Regions from separate parts of the Mus musculus genome. Here all the other regions are linked to region 3. The links are chromatin contacts, called in public HiCAR-type and HiChIP or PLAC-seq maps. All regions are on one chromosome and are shown on one strand. Each heading gives the region's core, a stretch centred on a gene start, on an enhancer-like site or on the middle of the called end of the contact. The rest is flanking DNA. Distances are from core to core; before and after follow the strand shown. Region 1 holds the start of Smarca1 (SWI/SNF related, matrix associated, actin dependent regulator of chromatin, subfamily a, member 1). Region 2 overlaps Ocrl (OCRL, inositol polyphosphate-5-phosphatase). Region 3 holds the start of Aifm1 (apoptosis-inducing factor, mitochondrion-associated 1).

Region 1 (3,410 bases), core at 738-3,237, 620 kb after region 3:
GTGCATTTAATTCATGGTATACCATAAACAGGTACAGTAGCAATGAGTGTCACATAGTACTTTGTTAGCAGGAACACAGCAACAGGTAACAAATATTTCTTGTGCTTTTATACCTTTTCTACAAGCTGCAGGTGATAAAAAAGGGAATTCTATTTTCTCTCAGTTGAAGTTTGGATAAAAAACAGAAAAAAAAATCCTTCTATTTCCTCTGTTTGGTAGGTATGTGTATTTTACTGTGTCCCTTCAGGTCTCCTGTAACTTGTTTAGCAAAGGACCTTAATGATTGAGGAGATTGTACAAGCAGTGGGGGGAGGGGTAAGAATTTGTACTACTTAATATATTTTCATATATAATAGAAAATTCATATTCAAATGGTGAGTTATTTGACTTAATTCCCTCCTCCTCCACCTCTTTTTCATGGAATCTGATGCTTCAAGAATACCAGCTCTTCTTGTACTAAGGCACCCAATGATTGTACTTCAGTAAAGAAACATGAACGGTGGACTGGGGTGGAGGGATCCACAAATAATGAAGGTAAAATGAGCAGATATTATCATCAAGTTCTTCTCTCCCTTTGGCACAATCCTTGCCTCTTTCTCTGTGTTTAAAATTTGACCATGAATGAAGGATGGTTGCATATGCCTGTAATCCTAGAGCTTGAAAAGCAGAAGCAGAGATGCTGCAAAGTAAAGGTCACCTTGGCTTATAGGGCAAGACCCTACCTTCAAAGAAAGAAATGGAAGAGAGGGAAAGAAGTAGGGAAAAAAAGAGAGGGGAAAGAGAGGAGGAAGGGTAGGGGGAGAAGGAAGAGAGAGAGAGAGAGAGAGGGAGAGAGAGGGAGAGAGAGAGAGAGAGAGAGAGAGAGAGAGAAGGAGAAACTAGTTTAGAGACAGAATCTCTCAGCCATTCACTACACTAAGGTATGGATGACCCAGTAATAGATAATATTTGGGTTCATCTGACTGCTATGGTACTATTTGCACAAGTCACACCTTATTTTAGATGGGTTGTTTAGGAAGGTGTGTTGATGGAAGTTAACCAAACCACAGCTACTCTGGAAAGTATTTGCTTCATTTTGGAAACAGTATGCTTTGTGATTGTTTTGTTATACTGTTTCTTACATGTTATATTGTCTGTTATCTCTAATGACAGAACTTTAAAGGCTAAGATATCAGTCTTTCTATTGTTGATAAATGATGAGGAGACAAAGAAGCAACAGTTAATAGACTTGTTTATCCATACTTGCACTGTTTACAAAATACATTCAGTGATCATTGATTAATAGAAAGATGTGAACAGAACAGAAATGAAAAAAAAAACCATAGCCGTTCAATTCAATGATCCATATTAGGTAACCTATCACAAGTTGCCCTAGGTTTTGTGGAAGACTTAGACATTGTCCCCCTTGAGTTTTAAAATTCAGGGGTGCTGTCAAAAGAGGGACTCCTGCATATTGGCCATTTGAGAAAACCAGAAAGAAAAGCAGAACACTTACTCATAAAATGTGAGTCAAGTTTCACCTTCTACCAGAATATTTAACATCAAGTGATTCAAGTTCTCTTTCAGCAGAGTCTCCGAAGGTGACTGTTAACCACCAATCTAATCCTTTCAGAAACCCGGGAAAGGGCAGTCCTTAGAGGGACTGTGGGCTTTCCAAGGAAACACTATGCAGAGAAAGACCAATAGCACTCATAAGCAGAGGAGTTCTTTGTGCAAGAAGGGGAGAGCGCCCCAAGGTACAGAGGTGCAGAATAGGTAGAACAGATTGAAGGGAAAGAGAATTTCTTCTGCACACATCTGTCAGGGGAACTCAGGCTCACTGTTGGGGGCATATGGAGAAGTAGAAAATTTAAGGGGCCACGAGCTGTGGGTTTCGTTCTCCACCCCCGAGTGCACCCCACAGTCAGGCAACAGTTGGTCCTGTGGGACCAGCCTGGGCTCTGGATGGGGAGGGGGAGTCTCGCGATTGGTGAGGGGGGGCGGAGGGGAGGGCGATGGGGGGAGGCCATGACGTAGGGTGGGTGGACGGAAGTGGGGCAGGGTTGAGGGTTATTTAAAGAAGGTGGGGGGCGAGCGAAGGGGTTGGAAGCTAGTATTCTCCACCCCTGCTCTAGCAAGCTCTTTCCAGCGCAGCCACCGCTGTCGCACAGGAACCTCCCTTCTCCCCTTCCTCGTCCCACCTCGTCTTTCCCGCTCCAACGCCATGGAGCCGGACACGGCCACAGAGGCAGCCACCGTGGCAGTTTCGGATGCCAGAGCCACAGTCGTGGTTGTAGAGGATGAGCAGCCCGGGCCGTCCACCTTTAAAGAGGAGGGAGCGGCTGCTGCCGCCACCGAAGGCACCACGGCCACTGAGAAGGGCGAGAAGAAGGAGGTAAATAGGAAAGGGGTGTGTGCGCGCGCTCTGTGTGTGCTGGACACATCCCGTGCCTGGCCCCTCACAGGGGCCCAAACCCTGACCTTTTGGCGCCGACAGGTACCAAAATCACTGCAGGGATGGGGGCAGCGGGGCGGCAGAACCATCTAGCATTCCCTCCCCTCCCCCTTTCCTGCTGGCCGCCTGCTGAGCGGGGGCGGGGCAGGGCGGGGGCGCGGCCGGGTAGCGGGGTATCCCGATCCTGAGCCCCGAGTCTCTCCTAGACTCGGGCCTCCCTCTACCTTCCCGGAACTGGGGGAACCTTGTGGGGGATGGGACTGTGCAGGAAAATGCCTCCGCCTCTCTCTCTCTCTCTCTCTCTCTCTCTCTCTCTCTCTCTCTCTCTCTCTCTCTCTCTCGTTGCTCGCTCTTCTACCCCCCTCTTCCCGTCGGCCTCTGCCTGGGAAATCTGGGCCCTTCAGTCCCACCATCAGGCTGATGGGGATTTGGCTCGGGCTTATTTTTGTAATTTAAATTTCAAGGTGCTACTGGTGGTGGTGGTGGCGGCGGGCAGGAGGGGGAAGAGGGAGAATGGTTGGAAGATAATGCTTGCTGTGATTGGCAGTGTCTGTCTTTGGGATTACAGAAATAAAAAAAAATAATAATCTCTCATGTTCCTTTGATCCTTGCCTCATGGTGAGGAGGGGGTGTTATGTCAAGAAAACATCCTCTCTGCGCTTTATCTTACAACCCTCACACTGAGGAACCATGCTGTCTTAGGAAAATGTCCAACCTTTGCACCCTCTCCCTCTCCTGCCCCGCCCCTGATGGTATAGTGTTTCACTCTGGGACACCCAGATGATTCCCCTTATCTGGCCTTTGGCCTTCCAGCCTTTTGCTTCCCTTGCCTAGTGGGGAACCATTCACTCCTGGACACGTTTATTTTAAACGTTGTAAAGTCCTACTCTGTAGGATGAACACAGGAGAGAAGACCACTGTCACACCTATTACAGACAAATCCAGGAAGTAGGTATTATCTCCCATGAATATACAA
Region 2 (3,057 bases), core at 269-2,768, 560 kb after region 3:
TCCATTCCCTCTTAAGCTAATTCCTACTATCCTAGGCATTGTAGGATCTTTCTTATTAAGAATGGTTGGAAGAACAAAAAGATTCAAGCCAATGATCTCATTTTGAATTCGGTAGTTCTGTAGGAAGTAAGTGGAACATTGGAATCATTCCGAAACAGTACAGGGAGACAGAGCACATGTACTGAACCCACTTCCGGCTCCACCATGAATTTATAGCACACAATACAATAGAGGACATGTACTAGTATTAGAACCATCGTCTCATGGGCTTTGAAATATCCTGTCAAGTCCTGGAAAAACCATAAGACCTAAGGAAGTATTCTGGACTTGAAGCAAGAGGAAAGGTGTTCAGAAAAGGGGTGTGACTATTTTAGATTCCTGTTTACTGCCTCTTAACAATATGGCTAATTTCCTCATTGATGAGATTCAATAACTTAATAATACTGAAACGCAATAAGCCGTGGTAAGAATGAGAACCCTAAGGCCTCCAAAATACAAACTTTCAAAATAAGCAAATGATCATGAATACATAATTTAATTAAAAAAATGCCAGCCAGGTGTGGTGGCACACACCTTTAATCCCAGCACACGGAAGGCAGAGGCAGGCGAATTTCTGAGTTCGAGGCCAGCCCGGTCTACAGAGTGAGTTCCAGGACAGCCAGGACTATACAGAGAAACCCTGTCTCAAAAAAACCAAAACAAACAAACAAACAAACAAACAAACAAACAAACAAAAAACAAAAGCCAAAAACGCCATTCTGTAATTATAGATAACCAAGATTCTATTTCTTTAACCTTGAACCAATTATGTCTTAGAAGAGGGAAGATGGCTCTATACAGAGCCAAGATTCTTCTAATAGTTTTATATACTTTCTATTTATGGGGAAATGTGATTGAATTGCCTGATAATATATTTAATAGATAGTAAGAGCTTTTAAAGCTGGTTGAGCCTCCCAGTCATTCCCAGAACATGGAAAAATTATGGCCAGGGCACTATAATGCTGCTGCTGACTTTGATAAAAATAAGCCTTTTGTCTCATACTGCTTTGAGCAATTTTTTTTTGTTCTACTGGTCTTTTACCTGTATATTATGATGTCTGTGTGCTTATGGCTTTTGTTTGTATGTGTTTCTTGTTTTTTTTTCTTTAAAAAATTATAGTCTGTTTTGTCTGCCTACTTGTTTGTTTTCTAAAGACAGAGAGAAAGAAAGGGTGTGGAGTTAGGTGACTGGGTGGGGTGGAAAGGATTCCGGAGGAGCTGGGGGAGGGGAAGCACGATCAGACACTACTGTATAATTGTTTTCCATAAAAAAATTGGTGGTAGAAGAAAAACAATTTCAAGAAATAGCAGAATGACAGGATATGAATTTCTGCAGAAAAGGGCTTTCTTTCAAACACAGGTAAAACCTTCCATCATGAGAGCTCTATGGAAACAAATGACATTCCAGCGCTGGAATGTGCTCTCTGAGTCACAGGTGCAAGGGTTCCATGGCAACCGCACAGATTACATTCAGACAAGCCAGCAGGCTGCGGCAGCTCTAACCCTTCCTGATGGACCATACAATCACTGGCTATTCCCAGGCCTGAGCACCATTGTGATTTTATATACAAATGGTAACCCTTGGCTCTTCCCTTCATTATATCTGGAGGAAAAAAAAAGCTAAGTGCCAATCTGTACACAAATCTAACAATAGTTTCATTTAGCAGAAAAATTTTTAATAGGATGGCTTGCTATTCAATCTTTTTTTTTTAAACTGAAAATAATATGCTTTTCCCACATAAGAATAGAGACATTATCTAGTAGCTTGGCTTGTGAAAGGGGGTGGATATAATTCTTTTTTTTTTCTTTCTTGAGTCACACACATTAAGTGAAGAAGCGTCAGTACATGTTATACCCATCTATAGACTGAATTTATAGCTCAGTTGGTAGAGGCCCTGCCTCACATGCAAGTAGCCCTAGATTTAGTCCCCAATACTCCATAAACCAGATATGGTGGGCTATACCTGTGATCCCACACTGGGGAGGTGGAGGCAGGAAGATCAGAAGTTTAAATTAATTCTCAGTTGAAGAGGAAATTCAAGTCCAGCCAGGGTTACCAAAGGGGTAAAAAATGCCGACTCCTAGGTTCCATGTCTTAAGATTCTATTACCAGTGGTGAATGGGGCAGGGGAGAGCCTCTACTTGCAGTAAGCACCCCTAGGGACTATGATGTAAGCTCTGTAAGCATCCATAACAGCCTCTGCTCTCATCAGCAGCCGAGTTTGATATACTGTAGCGAGGAATACTGGAGTTTGATATACTGTAGAGAGGAATACTGGAGTTTGATATACTGTAGAGAGGAATACTGGAGTTTGATATACTGTAGAGAGGAATACTGGAGTTTGATATACTGTAGGGAGGAATACTGGAGTTTGATATACTGTAGGGAGGAATACTGGAGTTTGATATACTGTAGGGAGGAATACTGGAGTTTGATATACTGTAGAGAGGAATACTGGAGTTTGATATACTGTAGGGAGGAATACTGGAGTTTGATATACTGTAGGGAGGAATACTGGAGTTTGATATACTGTAGAGAGGAATACTGGAGTTTGATATACTGTAGGGAGGAATACTGGAGTTTGATATACTGTAGGGAGGAATACTGGAGTCAGAAAATCTGGGTCTGTCACTAACTCATCTGACTATGGGCAAGTGAATCCCTTGGGCCTCAGTCTTCCTGTAAGCACAATGAGAAGAATAATGCATGGTGCACCTACCACACCTAGCATACATGCCAATTTATGTAAGTGTGATGAGCTTAGTGAGCACAGCTTGGAGAGGGGGCCTTTGAGCTCATTTTGGAAGTACAATATATTATCTATTATGGTCCCAACAAGACTTAACTACAGAGTAGACTTTCCTTTTCCCTCCTAGGCTTAATTTAATCAAAGTAGTGCTTAGATAAAGTGACATTCTCCTCTATCATTTGTCAGTTCCCATGACCCCAGAAGAAGAGAGAAGGCACAGAAATAATGGGGCAAAACATGCAAATTAAATGTAAAGAAGGTTGCTGTC
Region 3 (3,304 bases), core at 309-2,808:
GAATGTTTAGCAAACATCTTGCCTCTGAGCTATACTCCCAGCCTTTCAGTGTTTTGAAGCAGTCTATGTTGCTCAGGTTGGTCTCTAATTCCTAATTTAGTTCCATGCGCTGAGAAACTGTAGGTTTTCATCCTTGTTTGTTTGTTTGTTTGTTTTGGTTTGTTTTTCGAGAGGGTTTCTCTGTGTAGCCCTGGCTGTCCTGGAACTCACTTTGTAGACTAGGCTGGCCTCGAACTCAGAATTCCACCTGCCTCTGCCTCCCGAGTGCTGGGACTAAAGGTATTGTCACCATGCCCGGCTTATAGCTTTTCATCCTTAAGTCCAACTGTCTCCAGGTCAGTTGAAGCCAACTGGGTGACTTGTCCAAGTAGCAGAGGCAGGATTAAACCTAGGTCCTTATGGAGGAGAAATATGTTTATGGAGGTCAATATGTTTAAACCCTAAAAATATTACTTTTGGCCTCAATGCATTTACCCTCTGAAATACTATTCTTTCTCTTCCACTAGTGACTCTGTCCCAAACTCCTTCCTTGCAGTGGCTCTGTGATAGGTATCATCTAAATGACAATAGATCCCATTACAGTGATCACTTTCCATGTTTTTATATCCACAGAAGCCTCTATATAGTACTGTTCCATAATAAGGGACAGGGCATCTTCACCAGGAAGCCTTGGCAGGCTTGATATGAACAAGGCTGGCCTCAAATTTCCTTGCTGTCCGTCTGTCTCTGTCTCTGCCTCTGTGTCTGGGAGTTCAGGTGTTAGGCCACTACACACAGTTTCCATAAATACTTAATCTGCAATTCAAAACTCCCACAGGAGAGCAAAATATCTACTTTCTCTCAGTTCTCACTCTGTATCTCCCACAACTTTCTAAGTCCTGCTTAGAATTTCTTTCACAGAAAATTTGTCAGGCACAAACTTTTTTGTCAGCTTTCTCTTCTCAAGCACGAAAGCCATAATAGCGCGAGACTATCCACAACACTTGATACATATGACAGTGATAACGGAGATATAACACGTGAAGTACACGTCCCACTCCATCCCGCCTCCCCCCCACCTCCGAAAAAAAAAAAAGAAACCAAAAACAAACAAACGAACAAACCGGGCTGCTCAAGAAATGGCCAGTTAGTTTTAAAACATGGATGGAATTTATTCAGGATTCAGGAAGTCGGGTGTAATGACTAAGACTGGGGGAAAGACTAGAATTGGATCACAGAAAGAGATTCAGAAAGGCTTAAATGCCGGCTAGCTAGTTGCCTAAAACGCACAAAAAAAAAAAAACAAAAAACAAAAAACAAACCAGAAAGTAAAGTTCTCAGGTCAGTTTTGGTGACCGTTTTGCTAGCAGTCCCCATTACCTACACAGCGGCTGCCCCACCCGCTGCCTCCGGGCAGGAGTGTCCCTTGTCCAGGTTTCTTAAGCGGCTCAACCTACTACAGGGCCGCTAACTCTGGGAAACTTGCAAATGCGGAGGCGGGGCCCGGGGCTTTGCAGCGCGCGTGCCGCCGGACGCATGCGCCGACCTCCTCGCTGTGGGACCAATTGCAGTGCGGTGCTGAGTCTTACGCCTGCGCAGTGGGTCTCCAGCCTCAGTGCCTTTCCCCCTGGCTCTAGTGGGCCGGTTCCTCTATCCAATGTCCACTCGGGGCTGGGAGGAGGAGCCTGCGTAGTGTGCGTGTGACGGGAGGGGGAGCGGACCCGAGCCCGTGGTATTCGACCCGTTCGACGGTGCGTGGAAGGAAAAGGAAGGAGCGGGAGCTTCCGAGGAGTGATCGCCGAAATGTTCCGGTGTGGAGGCCTGGCGGGTGCTTTCAAGCAGAAACTGGTGCCCTTGGTGCGGACGGTGTACGTCCAGAGGCCGAAACAGAGGAACCGGCTTCCAGGTGACTAGCTGACCTGTCCCAGGCAACCCCTTATCCTACTTCAAAGTCCAATGGCCTAGGTGCCATGGGCTCCCCATCCCTCGCAGAGCTCCCCTGTCCTTCAAAAAAAAAGAACTTTCTTTCACAGTCTCAAGAATCTCCAAATTGGCGGGATATAAACCCAAGAGTTTCCAAGCTGAGGAATAGGCATACTTATGCCGGCCTGACCTTCAAGAGATTTGAACCCCAGAAATCAGCATGAGGCCTTCTTCTGGGAGGCTTTGCGATTTGGGGATAACAGAACGCTTGGCTATAACAGACCATATTGCCCATCCTCTGCCACCTTGCCTTTTTTAAAGCATTGAGGTCAGATGGATGTTGTCATTTAGTGGTTGGGACACAGTCACAAGTTTCTCCTGGAACTCAGATTATCTGCTTTACCTCCCAAAACTCCACGTGAGAGCTGTACATTTGATTGTCCTACGACGTGGCAATGGTGTATCACCAGTAGAAACTGTATGTCAGATATCAAGAGAATTAGCTCAGATTGCCTTGAGATGGCCAGATAGTTGAATTCCTGGTGGTGGGCTTACACGCTTCAATGAACGTTTTTCGATCCCCCTCTATTTGTTCTCTGGGAAGTTGTCTCATCAAACTTTAGAGCTGGAAGGAATTTTGTGGTCAACACCAACCCATTCATTTTATGGATAATAAATTGAGGAACAAAGAGGTGAAATTACTTGCAGAAGGTCACATAATTAGTAGGTAGAGCTAAAGCTACTCTGCTAGTCTCTAGGCCCCTGATCCTATTGCTACACGCCAATCCTACTTCCTAAAGTTTGACCTGAAACAGTTAAGAATGAATTCGCTTCTCTTTCCACTAATTAGCCCATTGTGCTTCTGATATCCATGGGTTTATCTGAGCATGGTTTGAGTCATCATCTTTTCTACCTATACAGATTTGTGGGAATGAATGCCCCCCCTCCACAATCTCCAAGGTGTATTTTTAAATCAACATTTTAAAAAATCATCATCCTAGTGTAATTACATTTATAATATCAAATGTTACCCTGGAGTCTTTTTTGAAGTTCAGATGCCTTTTCTGTAGTTTAGGAATAAGAAGTGGAAATACTTTTTGATTGTTAGGACCTTTGCAAATGTGTTTGGATAGTTTGTCCACTTCGTACATGTCAAGAAAAAATTCTTAATGGGTGTTATCTGCTGGGTATGGTGACATATGACTTTAATCCTAGGACTCTGGAGGCAGAGGCAGCAGATCTCAGAGAATTCAAGGCCATCCTAGTGTACATAGGAATCTCTAAGTCAGTCACGGCTATATAGTTGCCCATCTCAAAAAAGTCAATGTTATCCCAGTTACCTCTTGGAACTTAAGAATTTCTGTTTTAGAAAAAAAGCCACCTCTAGTTTTCCTAAAAACCC

Evidence for each region. HiCAR-type assays count read pairs that join an accessible place to other places. HiChIP or PLAC-seq counts read pairs in DNA pulled down with a chosen protein or histone mark.
Region 1: a contact with region 3 is called in a HiCAR-type map of astrocytes, with 2.4 times the contacts expected there. The contact joins the promoter of Smarca1 here to the promoter of Aifm1 in region 3. A contact is called at or near these places in 2 of 39 promoter capture datasets (the 3T3-L1 cell line and hippocampal neurons) and 1 of 115 datasets of contacts at active chromatin or transcription factors (astrocytes).
Region 2: a contact with region 3 is called in an H3K27ac HiChIP or PLAC-seq map of embryonic stem cells, with 3 times the contacts expected there. The contact joins the enhancer-like site here to the promoter of Aifm1 in region 3. A contact is called at or near these places in 3 of 39 promoter capture datasets (the 3T3-L1 cell line, cranial neural crest and hippocampal neurons), 3 of 115 datasets of contacts at active chromatin or transcription factors (embryonic forebrain, embryonic midbrain and embryonic stem cells) and 1 of 9 other capture datasets (liver).

Annotation. Positions count from the first base shown.
Region 1 is chrX:47,891,190-47,894,599 of GRCm38.p6, reverse strand. Smarca1 (SWI/SNF related, matrix associated, actin dependent regulator of chromatin, subfamily a, member 1) reads left to right here and starts at 1,987. Exons shown (of 24, transcript NM_001358618.1): 1 at 1,987-2,374. The coding sequence starts at 2,204.
Region 2 is chrX:47,948,377-47,951,433 of GRCm38.p6, reverse strand. All of the region lies in intron 18 of Ocrl (OCRL, inositol polyphosphate-5-phosphatase), which reads right to left. Among named protein-coding and RNA genes, the nearest start is that of Ocrl, 37 kb to the right of the region's middle. Within about 2 kb of position 1,518, at least 10 of the 459 cell types and tissues checked have an H3K27ac peak or open chromatin away from gene starts, as enhancers often do. A contact at or near this core is called in embryonic stem cells, where this site is marked.
Region 3 is chrX:48,511,817-48,515,120 of GRCm38.p6, reverse strand. Aifm1 (apoptosis-inducing factor, mitochondrion-associated 1) reads left to right here and starts at 1,558. Exons shown (of 16, transcript NM_012019.3): 1 at 1,558-1,885. The coding sequence starts at 1,783. It also overlaps a transcript of Rab33a not described here.